Regions from separate parts of the Bombyx mori genome. Here region 2 is linked to region 1. The links are chromatin contacts, called in public Hi-C maps. All regions are on one chromosome and are shown on one strand. The core of a region is the stretch at or near the end of the contact, and the rest is flanking DNA. Distances in the headings are between cores, read along the strand shown.

Region 1 (6,321 bases), core at 238-2,737:
CCGGCTGATAGCGCTTTATCAATTTAACATTGACCCCGTGCGGCTCTGTCCGTGTATTAATATACATTATTGCTACGGAATCGGTTCGACCTTTATTATATTAGGGAAACAACCTTCTTCGCTGTTACAAACGCCTACATTTATATATGTATGTATGTTTATTAGAGTATTATATTGAATAATACAGGAGTAATTTACACAAGTCTTGCTGATTTTTATAATTGTTAAATCGTTAATGAAGTTGTGGAAAGTCGGCAAGTAAACTGATTGCGGATAGAAATATTATAAGAACACCTAAACAAACAATTGTAAAGTTGATTCTGATTATTTACATATCAGTTTTTTTGTTCATGTCCAAAATATTTGTAAATTTTCCAAGAACACCAAAATAATTCTATAACTTAATAAGAGATGGCGCTGTTATCAATTTTGTTCTTCTGAAATCTGTTAGACATTCTTCGACACCTAATGAATTAACGTAGTTGCTATTTTACAAACATGTTGCCCGTTTTATGAATGCTGCTTGTGTATGTAGTAGAGTGTTCGTGGTCATGGACGACGTGACGTAAAACTGTTGTAATCGTACCGTGCATTATGAATTTAATTTCATTCATTTTCTATAATATTGACCTTAATTTCCCCAGGAGAGTCAAGAAGGGAGGGTTCGACGGACGAGCCGTCCGCCCCCGAAGTCGACGTTGATAGTAACGATGTCAACTCTAAAGATGCTGACAAGGAAACCAAGTATGTTTACTTCTGACATTAATTGTATAAACTCTTTCATTTTCTTTTGGAGTCTGGGATAAAGCCTGTTTCTACGCTGTTTCACTGTAGCATATCCTACTTCAACCCATGTTTGAAAAGAAAACGCCTGGACTGTACCTCTGATAACTACCTACGTTCACACAGACGTGTAGGAGTCCATAGACACTTGAATATGGTTGATGCCCAGGTTGTGGTGCGGCCAGAGATCAGCCTCCGTTGTATTGGAGATATGGGTGGTAAATATACTTCACACTGTGGATACGATCACCCCTGACTGATTGTTTGTGGTCGCTGTCTCTCATTGCAAACTGACATTCTTCTAGTAAACTCCGTAATTACTATATAATACTAATAACAACAATAGGTAGGTACGGTCAAAGAGTGATTTTTCGTTATCACATTAATTAGCTCTGTCTATGTCCTGTCGCTCTGTAACTACAGAGGTTTTCAAAGATACTCTCTTTTGAATACATAACAGCTGTATGTTATGTGTAGATGCCAAATTTTCCTTCGTCATATTGCCATTTTACCATATTCCTGGCTAGAAATTTTCCATTGGCATCTAAAGATACGTTTTACATTAACTACATATTAAATATACATTAATTGATACAGTTAAACCGTTCTCAATTATTCCAAATGTAAAGGGCTAGTGACTGCATCTGCTTAAAGTGAAATATAACTGTGTTGTTGCTAATCGACACTAGATGGAAGTGGTCACGATTGAACTTTTGCTAAACCACAGTGCTGGAACTGGACTGGAACATACTGTCTATTAATGATAATGATATTTTTAGACTTACTCGCAAAAAAAAGAAACCAGAGGTAAACTAAAAAATTAGTGTGTGTATAGTTGCATTCAAACATATTACAACAACCCCTCTTTTACATTATACGATCAGATTCGATATTACATAGCTGTTTGCATGCATAGCGTTACATACGGCCAGTTACTGTCATATTTCTATTATTTTAAATGTATTTGCCAGTGTCATGGAAAGTGCTACACAAAACACACGTATTTTATTTCAAATATCAAGCCACACAAAACACAACCTTATCAATACCTCAACAATAGCTAATATTGTTATCAAAGTTTGATAACGTTTTGAATGTGTGTTGTGGCGTACAGTTGGCGTACAACGACATCTAGCGGTCGCGGCGTGAACCGCGCCGAGAGCTGTCGCGAGCGTGACGCGCCCCGCCGCGGGAAGCACCGCAACGCCAGCGACCCCAACCGACTCACCGCACACAACAACCAGTGAGTGCTCAATATCAACTATATTACACGAATATAGAACTTATAAATAAGGCCGTCCGCGCAAAAATTGTCTAATCTATAATTTTTCATATTCATGCTTATGTATTGAAATCGATTTAAAACAACAAATTTTGATGCAAAACTGGCCTATCCCTAGTTTCAACCATAGATAACAGATGGCGTTGTAAACATTATTTTTGCGCGAACATTACTTTTGCCTACGACGCAGTGTAAAATTAACTAAAATTTCATTACCTCCACACTAACGATGGTAAGCTTAGATCACTTTTGCGCTGACGGTATCAAATAGTAACAGATGTTATCTAAAAACAGTCTCCAGGTGAGAATTGAAATAAAAAAAAACTTGACGAAATTCTAACGCTATTCAAGAAATTATTGAGGAAATTATATCATAGCGGACACATGAGGTTTATAATAGAAAATAATATTACCCACATTTTGAGAGCATTGGAACATTCGTGTTTAATTTTTAACGTTGCAAAAGGTTCTACAGAATTCCACGTAGTGTCGATCGTGCAGTCAGAATACCGTAAAAAACACATCAATAGGAAATTAATTCGCTATAAAATACGTTGAGTTGAATGTTATTATGTATGTAACGTACTCGGAGGCTCAGATCGTTCCTTTTTGGACAAATTCAGTGACGTCACAAAAATATCCAGCTATAGGCAATACTGGTTTATGACCTGATAGTGATTGAATTGTTGAACTTCACATCAACATTTTAATGTTAAAAATACATTACTAGTTTGCGAACCTTGAGTAATAATATCGAAGTGTTACTAAGTACTTACGTCGCTAGGTACCTGAATTCCGTATAGATTCAATCAATAATTTAACTGGAACCCAAAAATCGTTGATATACTCAACAAGATCAGTAAAATAAAACAGACAGTAAATTAAAAAATTCAAACGTTCTGTTGATTCGTATTATGTATTTGTATTAATAAAGTTGGCTAGTCCCGATTAACTGGAATAATTTATGGACGAACAATCGATAGCAACTCATCGCTCGAGCGCTCTCCATTGAAAACACCTATTCACTAGCTAGCTAGTTAGTATAGGAGATAGCTGTAAAATGTCACAGTCTAGTCACATTTACAGAAGGATAAAAATTCACACATCATTTTAGTTTTAATATCGTATTATATTCATTAGTTTTCCCATGTTGCACTAAATTCGTCGTGGCCTAATGGATAAGACGTCCAGTGCATTCGTGTTGCCATACACCGATGTTCGAATCTCAGGCGGGTACCAATTTTCTAATGAAATGTGGGGCAGCCGTTGTAACATGTTGTAACTATACTTGAGACCTTAGAACTTATATCTCAAGGTGGGTGGCGCATTTACGTTGTAGATGTCTATGGGCTCCAGTAACCACTTAACACCAGGTGGGCTGTGAGCTCGTCCAACAAAATAAGAAAAAAAAAAACGAAAGGCAATTCGCAAATAATTACAATGTGATTGGCAAACTGTATTATAACTGTTGTAATTACAGGGCTTAGTAACCACCTAATAAACTCAGTAATCTATATGTTTTATCAAAAAAGTCCATAGAGAAATATTAATAACTATTTATACCGTAGTTCTAAGTCGACCCTTCTGCACGCTATCGATTTTGCGTGCATCTTTTTCTTATTTCGTGTTCTCTCCAGATTCAAACTTCAGGCGTTCAGACATCAAATTGTTACAAGTTCAAATAGAATTTCAAACGGTTATCACCTTTAATTCTCTTGAGAATAAATACAAATTTTCTGTGAACGGAATTATAATACCAATTTTATTTAGAAACAAAATTCTAGATCGAGTTTTGTTTGTGTTAGAACAATTTCTATTGAATATTTTATGGTTTTTATTGAAAAAAGAAATGTATTCTTCTATAATACATTTTTTAGTAGGAAAATTTCAATAATGTAGTGCTATTTTATGTTAAACCATCTAGTTTTATTGGTGATTGTGTACAAATTCTATAGTTGACGTCATTATTACATAGTGTTACTGTCTTATTTTTAGTTCTTGGATCTCGTATGCTGTTTATCATCAGTAGCGTTGAGATCACGAGGTACTTGGATGTGTTCTCGACAAAAATAATTTCAGTAAAACTACAATAGCAAAATGCTTACCGCAAAGTCACTTATCATCAATTGAATCATCTGAAAATCCAATTGCGCCCAGCATTGCAGGTTGTTATTTCGGTATCATTACTAGAAACTGTAAATTCTTGGAACATTGATAATTTTCTTCATAATTTGCGTAAACAAGACCCACGTAAAGTTTAATGTGAGCCGTCTGTTTGTAAACAGTTTTACAGACAATGGATCTATTTAAAGTGGTCTCAATGCCGGTAATAGCAAATTAACATCGACCTGCGTTTCAAACGAATCTACTATCTGCCTGAGGTCAAGTTTAATGGTTTTTGTGTGATATCTCAAGCTACGCTTCATTTATAAAATTAAGGAGACACCATTTTCCTTATTATCTTCAGCGTATGGTATTCGAATACTTTGACACAGCGGCTTAGCTGTACCTCTGGTATGCTGACGTCCATGACCGACGGTGACCACTTACTGCCAGGCGGCTATGCTACTCGTCTATCTGTCTACAAGGACAGTAAAATATAACTGAAACTTGAAAAATAAAGTACACACTGTACTAGACGAAATTCCCAGCGTAACGGACCGAGGTGGCAACTTTAATTGGTTTATTGAATCCAATAAGACAAGAGCTCGGTCGATGAAAATGTTATTGCTTACGAGAGATCAAGCCTTGCTGGACGTATCGTTTCAGTAACAAGCTCATACTATTTCAGATTTCAGTACAAATCGGGACGCGGTCGACGACGCATTGCGGGCGCTGTGTCGTTCTGTGTTAAGCGAATTTGTCTCTTAAACTGAGAGCAGTAAAGTTTTAATACGACGTACTGAAGAAATTACGAATTATCAAAACATACTTTTATGTTATTTGTATTCTAAGGTATAGTCCGTCTCAGAATAAAATAGTAAGTAGAAAATTAAATTGAGGAATTCGTTTCCGGAAATTCTTGTGTCGCGACACCAAGATGGCCACTCTAGTTTCAGTCACCCAAAGTCTGGTCATACTATTTTTGAGATTGCGCCGTTGCATTGTGTCTGTCGGTACACCGGGCGCCTTACCTATTCGCCGTGAAACGATATGATGCCCACATTAAAGTGAACAAACAGCCTTTGTCTCCCCGGTCTGGTCGTTATCATCACGAAAACGGCTGTCTCACCGGTTCCATGCGGCTCTATAGAAAACTAGCTTTTTCCCGCGACTCCGTCCGCCTGGAATAGTTACTTTGGCATAACGCTAAATTTTACCAACACTTCATTTACGTAGAAAGTGAAAAAATTTTTGAATTATAGAATGTTAGGGAGCTATTTAAACCCCTATTTTGAAACATTATTTAATGGTGCTCCACTTGTATTGGTCTTACCGTGATGTCATATAGCCTATAGCCTTCCTCAATAAATGGGCTATCTAACACTGAAACAATTTTTCAAATCGGACCAGTAGTTCCTGAGATCAGCGCGTTCAAACAAACAAACTCTTCAGCTTTACAATATTAGTATAGTATGGAACCGAGTCTTGTCTTGCCATTGCGCTGCTGGAATCTATTTATTGTGTTATTGTATGATGAAATTTCTCGTGTACCCCTCGTGTCGTACGTTGATGGTACCATGACAGAAGCCTTTGTTGGAGTGCCAATAACAAGTGTAGCAAGTTCGTCCATAATCGGATAAATGCTTCGAGAACTTATAGAGGATAAAAGTATAAACGAAAATCATTTATTTTATATATAAAGAAGCACTTTTATGTTATTGCTCGGTAGACCGACGGTGCTCGTGCAAGGTTTCTTGCGATTATTGGGATTCAAGTTTTGGCCTGATTTGTTAAAAGGACTCATAGATACCACCACATTTACTGATTAATTTATTACTGCTTGTCAAAGCTAGATGAAAAAAGCCGTAAATCAAGCTCAGTGGCGTGCAATTGGAGGGATCTATGTTCAGCAGTGGACTGCTATAGGCTGATGATGATGGGTTCTTGCCAGGGTATATAACATTCTATTACTTTTTTTTTGCGAAATGATGTCACTGATGGCAGTTTGGCTGGCCTATTAGTTCTCAGAAGAAATTGATATTCAAACCCTTCGTTTCGAGAACCTATTTTCATCTTATTGACAATTTGACTCCTACGTCTCCACCTGTGATCCTTATTTGGAACCACAAAACTGTTTGTTTCTGCAGTAAAAG
Region 2 (6,306 bases), core at 3,093-5,592, 39 kb before region 1:
CTGGTAACTTAAAAGGATATTCCAGCTACGCGCTGTCGGGTAGGTGAGCTCACGGGCTCAACCTGAGATAATTTGCTAACACTAACCCTAGCAAGAGCAGTGCTCTGCAGAATCTACCACTGGATCGGAAAAATTACAATATCTGAAAATCGTCTAACCAATCTTTGTATTAAGAAACGAATACCGCCCAATATCTATTTTGTAGCAGGCGATTCAAGAATTACATTACTTAATGGAAAATCGATGCCATGGGTGGCTTCAGCTGAGGTTGCAAAAAAAAACATATTAGACGCATGAATAATTTGTATAGTTAGGGTATAATTAATTTATAACAGTAATGTAAATAAAATAAAAAATTGTCGTAATTTTTTAATAAGCTTTTATTAGCTTCAGACGTATGTATGTATGTTTGTAACGGAATCTGTGAACATGATTTTGACCCCCTTCAAAACGTCGGATTAACTCGAAATTTGGTATACTTGACCGTAAGACAATTCAATATTTAAAAAAAATTTAAAAATTTAAGTTCAACTAAAAATGAAAAATAAATAATAGTTTAAAAAAACTAACAAAATATATATAATTTTATAGAAAATCCAACTAAAAAATAGAAAATAAATTTGAATTAAAAATATTGTAAGCAAAAATGATTTTATTGTAAAAAAGCGTGGGGTGCTTTTCAGGATATTATCAAAATAACCCTTCTGCTCATATCTGTTCATAAAATATTTATAACTAGGTACTTAGACCATGCACCCCACGCTTTTTTTTGACAATAAAATCATTTTTTTTCTTACACTATTTTTAATTCAAATTTATTAAAATTGATTTTTTATTTTTTAGTTTTTTAGTTTCTATAAAAGAGTATTTTGTTAGTTTTTTTAAACTATTATTTTTTAACGTAAAGTTCTCAGTTTAGAAATGTTGTTACTACGGGCTGGCGCGATTTCTATCAAACCAATTCCAAAGTCTAATGCAATTTTAATTTAATACTTTAAATTTTATCAATTTCAAACAACGCGGCTAAGGTCTTATATTTAAAAATATATTTATTTAAAAGGAATTTCATATAGCTTTTGTCTAGTCTCAGATTCAAATAAGTATTCCTCAGACAAACATGGTGGTCATGTCCCCTTCCCGAGCGGACGATCTCATGGGCCTTGATGGATCAAACAGTCAACACCAACATCAACACAAAATGCGTTTGTTAGTACCGTGTTGGGCGCCACTTGTATTCAAACCTGTATTACAAACGTAGGTACTTACCTTACAACTGTGCACAAGTATGTTTTCACTAACCGGTTTCTTCTTCATTCATTTCAGGTGAGTGCGTGAGGCGGTTATTAAAATATACACCTTGGTAAGTATAGTTAACACGTACATGTAAGCAGATAATGACAAAACAGCTTACTAATATTTCATCCTTCTGTTTCTTAAACCATTGCCTCTTTTTATTCTTTAGTAGGTGCTGATGAGTTTAAATGTAATGTATAAAAAAGTATTCGGAAATAGTATTTTTGTTTTTGTAAAATCTTAATAATGAAGTGTCAAAGATTATGGACGAATTTTGACGACGTGAAATGAACGACGCCTTTGCATGAACTTTAGTAAATTAATGAGCCAATCAAAACAGAGTTTAAAATTAAATTGATAACAGCGCCATCTATCAAACGGTTAACGCAAACACAAGGAACTGTTTTGAGATAGTACCGATATTCGATGCTAGATGGCAGTGTGAACCTTCACCATAAAAATAAACGGATTAATTAAATCCAAGAACGTAAAATCGAGTCACCTAAGTTTTCATAATTTAATGTTCGCTACATTATCGACAATTATTCAATTATTCGCATGAGCTGGCGATGATGACATTTTCTATAATAAGAATTACTTACGGTTTATGGTTTTTACGGAAAAATTATACGAAACTAAACTGAAACAAACAACAGTGTACCTTTGTTGAACAAAAATACATTATTTTGTGTTTTTATGTGTTTTACGTGGCAGTTCACAGACGCTTTAGTTTAGTGAATAGTAGATAGTTTAGTAGTAGAAATGGTAGTATATTTTAATACCCAATTTCCTTTAGCATTGATCTTGAGTACTTTTTTTATACCTATGTGGTTGGTAACCTGTTAGAGGGTTATGCCAACGTAACCGGGCGAGTAGGTGAGCTCACGGGGCTCTAACCTGAGGACGTTGCTAACACTAGCTCTAGTAAGAGCAGTGATTCGCTGATATTGAGTACTGTGTGCTTAGTGCGAGTTTCTTAACGTTCTCGATAGCGTAAAAGTTAACCAAATTTTGTATGTAGTTGGAACAGTGCCCCCTAACGGCAAACGTAGGCAAACGATCCCGTTCCATACAAATATGAGTTAACTTTTACGCTATCGAGAACGGTAATAAATTCGCACTAAACATCCTGATGGCTACGCGTAGTTCCTAAACAGCGTTGTTGTCACTGTTTTCCTGGCTCACCCTACATTCATATTTAGGGGTCAGAAGGGTGGGATGGGGTATGTGCTTCAGCCTGTAATATTAATATAAGCAAGACGTGACGTCACCAAGTTGTTCGCGTCAATAAAGAGCGATACTTGTATACTTCAATTTTTTGGGTGGACGAGCGCACAGCCCACCTGGTGTTAAGTGGTTACCGGAGCCCATAGAGGTATGAATTCTAAGGTCTTAGTATTTACAATACAACGGCTGCCCCGCCCTTGAAATCGTAACGCATTACAGCTTCATGACAGAAATAGGCGGGATGGTACCTACCCGTGCGGACTCACAAGAGGTCCTACCACCAGTAATTACGGAAAATAAATAATTTTGTGGGTATAATTTTTATTACACGATGTTATTCCTTCACCGTGGAAGACAATCGTGAAGATTTTTTAAGCACGTATTTTATTAGTAAAATTGGTACCCGCCTGCGGGATTCGAACACCGGTGCATCGTTAAATACGAATGCACCGGACGTCTTATCCTTTAGGCCACGACGGCGACGACGTCAAAACTTAAGTCGTCTACACAACGACTATATATGTCGGTTGCCTATACTAACATTTATTTCGACTAGTTGAAGACGCGAGTAGAATATATTCGCAATTTAATCTCGTGACTCACTTTTGATCTGATTGAAAAATGATTTAAAAAGTTTCCTCATGGCCAATATGTCAGTCGGGACGTTTGAAGCTAATTGGTTCATGTTGCGTTGATTCAATTTAACTGTCGGTATAGACGGCTAGACCTCTCAGGGATTGACCGGAGAATTGGCGGCAACGCTCTCCGAGTGATATACCAGTGTAGGAACTACGATCGTCAACTGACTTTATTAGTGATAGGTGGTATTTAAGTCTGCACGGGTAAGTAACTTCATTCTGCAAAGCTGGCATGAATACCAGTTCGAACCTAAACCATGCATCAGTCCGCTGAGTTTCTGGCCGGATTTTGTCAGTGGGTCACGATTACGATCCGGTAGTAGATTCATTTGGTTAGCAACAGTTAGGTCTCCTTTTGAGGCGCTTGGGTAGCTGTTAGCAAATCCCACCCCTCCTGGCTGAGAGCCCTTGCTCTCCCACCTATTCTGGTGAAACTGGAAAGACCGCGCCACCAGTAAGCTCACATTCATGAAAAAAAAACAGTTCGACCTCATGTGTCGATATGGGTGGCGGCGTAAAACGTTATGATGTTTTAAGATTTTGGCAGTCGCTTTACACTAGGTGGGCCGTCAGCTCGATCGCTCGTCTGCGCAACAAAAAACTACATACTCAACTAAATAACATTGAATTAAATAAAACGATGTAAGTAAATACCTAATATTAGTGTGTGCATTTGAAATACCGAATCGTGTAGCTAGAGACAACAACAACAAGGGTAAATCCGTCGCGTGAACTGCAACAGGTGAGTCACGGGCGGAACATACGGCCGAGTAAGTGTCACGGCAACGCGCCGGCTTCTCGATAATAGTCTAGCGGCTAGCGCGTCTCTTGGTTGAGTGGTCGTAGGTTCGCTATCATGTTTTGAAACATCCCTAACAAACGAGCAAGAAGCCCGTCCCGTAAATTACCATGGAGTTACGTAACTAAAACGTGTTTATGAACGACTTCCATGCTTAAAAAATACCTGTTCGTAATAAAACTAAAATCTATAGTTTTACTATCTTGGTCCTACCCACGTCTGTCGTGAAATAGTCACGCAGTCCTGTTCGTAGGATGAGAATCATTTAAGTAATTTGAATGCAGTAATAATAAAAATATTTTCATTAACGCTTCGTTTAAGTGTCGTGTGTTGGCCCGTACGTTTACACGACGGTGCGCCATCTGTTGTGTGACGTCACGGCCGCTACATATCCACATAATTCAGGTAAATAGATGTCACACGGAGCGGCCGTATCGTTGTCTAATGAACGCACCGCCAGCAAGAAAGGACTGACCTTTGCATGTAGGGGTCTACGTGGGCCCCTAGAGCCATACCATCTCTTTTTATTTATTTATTGCTTAGATGGGTGGACGAGCTCACAGCCCACCTGGTGTTAAGTGGTTACTGGAGCCGATAGACATCTACAACGTAAATGCCGCCACCCATCTTGAGACATGAGTTTTAAGGTCTCCGTATAGTTACAAAGGCACCCTCGCCCTTCAGACCGAAACCCATTACTGCTTCAGGGCAGAAATAGGCAGGGTGGTGGTACCTACCCGTGCGGATTCATAAGAGCTCCTACCACCAGTAAAACTCGCTGTTTCCAAGTCAGTGGTCCTTGTGCCATATTAGACGATAACTTCTGCATTGTCGCTTAGAAAATCCTGCGGCCATCCCCGAGTAAAAGTTAAGTCTGCTGTCTTCCGAACTGGAAATAGATGGTATAAGCAGATAGGAGGGTCGTGTCCTTTCCTTGCGTGCTCACGTGTATCATTACTTTACGGATTTCAAATTTAAATGGACATTTTTGATGATAATGTCCGCCTACCCGTTCGGCAGTAGTTGGAATAGCCCTTTAGGCTACTATCGATTAAGTAGGGGAACAAAATATAACGAAATTGTTGGTCCATGGTGAGCGCACGTTGCGAAAGGCGCTGGTGCTTGGACTTAGACTGAACGAGGACACTACGGTCTTCCACTTAGTTTTCTATTTTTTATTGCTTAGATGGAGGGACGAGCTCACAGCCCACCTGGTGTTAACTGGTTACTGGAGCCCATAGACATTCACAACGTAAACGCGCCACCCACCTTGAGATATAAGTTCTAAGGTCTCAAGTTTAGTTACAACGACTACCCCACCCTTCAAACCGAAACGCATTACTGCTTCACGGCAGAATAGGCAGGGTGGTGGTACCCACCTGCGTGAACTCACAAAAGGTCCTACCACCAGTGAGGAGTGTGGTTCGAACACTATTCATTGATGTTGATACAATATTTCGATTTGGCTTTATATTAGTATTTATAAGATTCAATATGGTCGGTGTTTGAAAAGCTGCAAAGAACACTCGTGATCTCCGAAATCGGGTCTGGTTTTTTTATCATTAGCTCGCATCTGCGACGGTCTCGCATCTGGTGCGTGTTCGGCTTTATATTTAGCTTCGCACCTGCCTCCTCGGTCCCGGGTTCTAAATTTGCACATTTTGAATATTAGGATGAGTTATCCCAATTTACTCAATTCGAAACGGATTTAAAGAGGAAGGTTTTCTGTTGTGGCGGTACCCATCATACAACACAAGATATTTGACAGACGCCTGAATCTCGCTTACGACATTATCAAGATAAGCTTGCATATAATAATATATTATACAAGTTCCGAACAACAACATTCTTGATAACAATTCGTCCATATGTTTTTTTGTTTTAGTTATTCAAGTGGAGTTGCGTATAACTCCATCTTCCTCACGCCTTGTTTGAACTCTCAATAAATATATTAAAGTTGATGTTAAAAAAAAAGTCACTTGTAATTGTAATTCTGTACCGTGCCCTCCCAAAATAAGTTTTCCCATTAACCTTGACGTTACAAAACATGAATACTGAAGTCACAATTCCCCGGTGAACATATTGATATTCCGCGACAGTAACACATTACATTTGCATGTGTCGTTGCCATTTTGCGGAAACGGATAATTTTTTGAATTTAATAAATTAATAAACTTTATATTTGTTGATACCGTTAATTTTATTGTGACTTCCTCTGTAGCCACGGTGGTTTCGCGCGTGTCCCTCGCAGCGGTCCTCGGGCACGAGACTACAGAGATAGATCATTCAGTACTAAAGCGTATCTGTACGTATTTCGAAGATATACAAAATCAAAAGAGGTTAACTGCT

Evidence for each region. A called contact is a pair of places that touch in the nucleus more often than the background predicts.
Region 2: a contact with region 1 is called in a Hi-C map of whole pupa, with 2.3 times the contacts expected there. The contact joins two enhancer-like sites. A contact is called at or near these places in 4 of 7 Hi-C or Micro-C datasets (posterior silk gland and whole pupa).

The regions. Positions count from the first base shown.
Region 1 is chr24:629,872-636,192 of ASM3026992v2, reverse strand. LOC101742925 (rho guanine nucleotide exchange factor 11) reads left to right here. Exons shown (of 41, transcript XM_062675585.1): 22 at 645-744; 23 at 1,898-2,026. Among protein-coding and RNA genes, the nearest start is that of LOC134201226, 34 kb to the left of the region's middle. Within about 2 kb of position 1,487, at least 8 of the 8 cell types and tissues checked have open chromatin away from gene starts, as enhancers often do.
Region 2 is chr24:671,552-677,857 of ASM3026992v2, reverse strand. The region is part of intron 21 of LOC101742925 (rho guanine nucleotide exchange factor 11); the gene reads left to right. Among protein-coding and RNA genes, the nearest start is that of LOC134201226, 7.9 kb to the right of the region's middle. Within about 2 kb of position 4,342, at least 8 of the 8 cell types and tissues checked have open chromatin away from gene starts, as enhancers often do.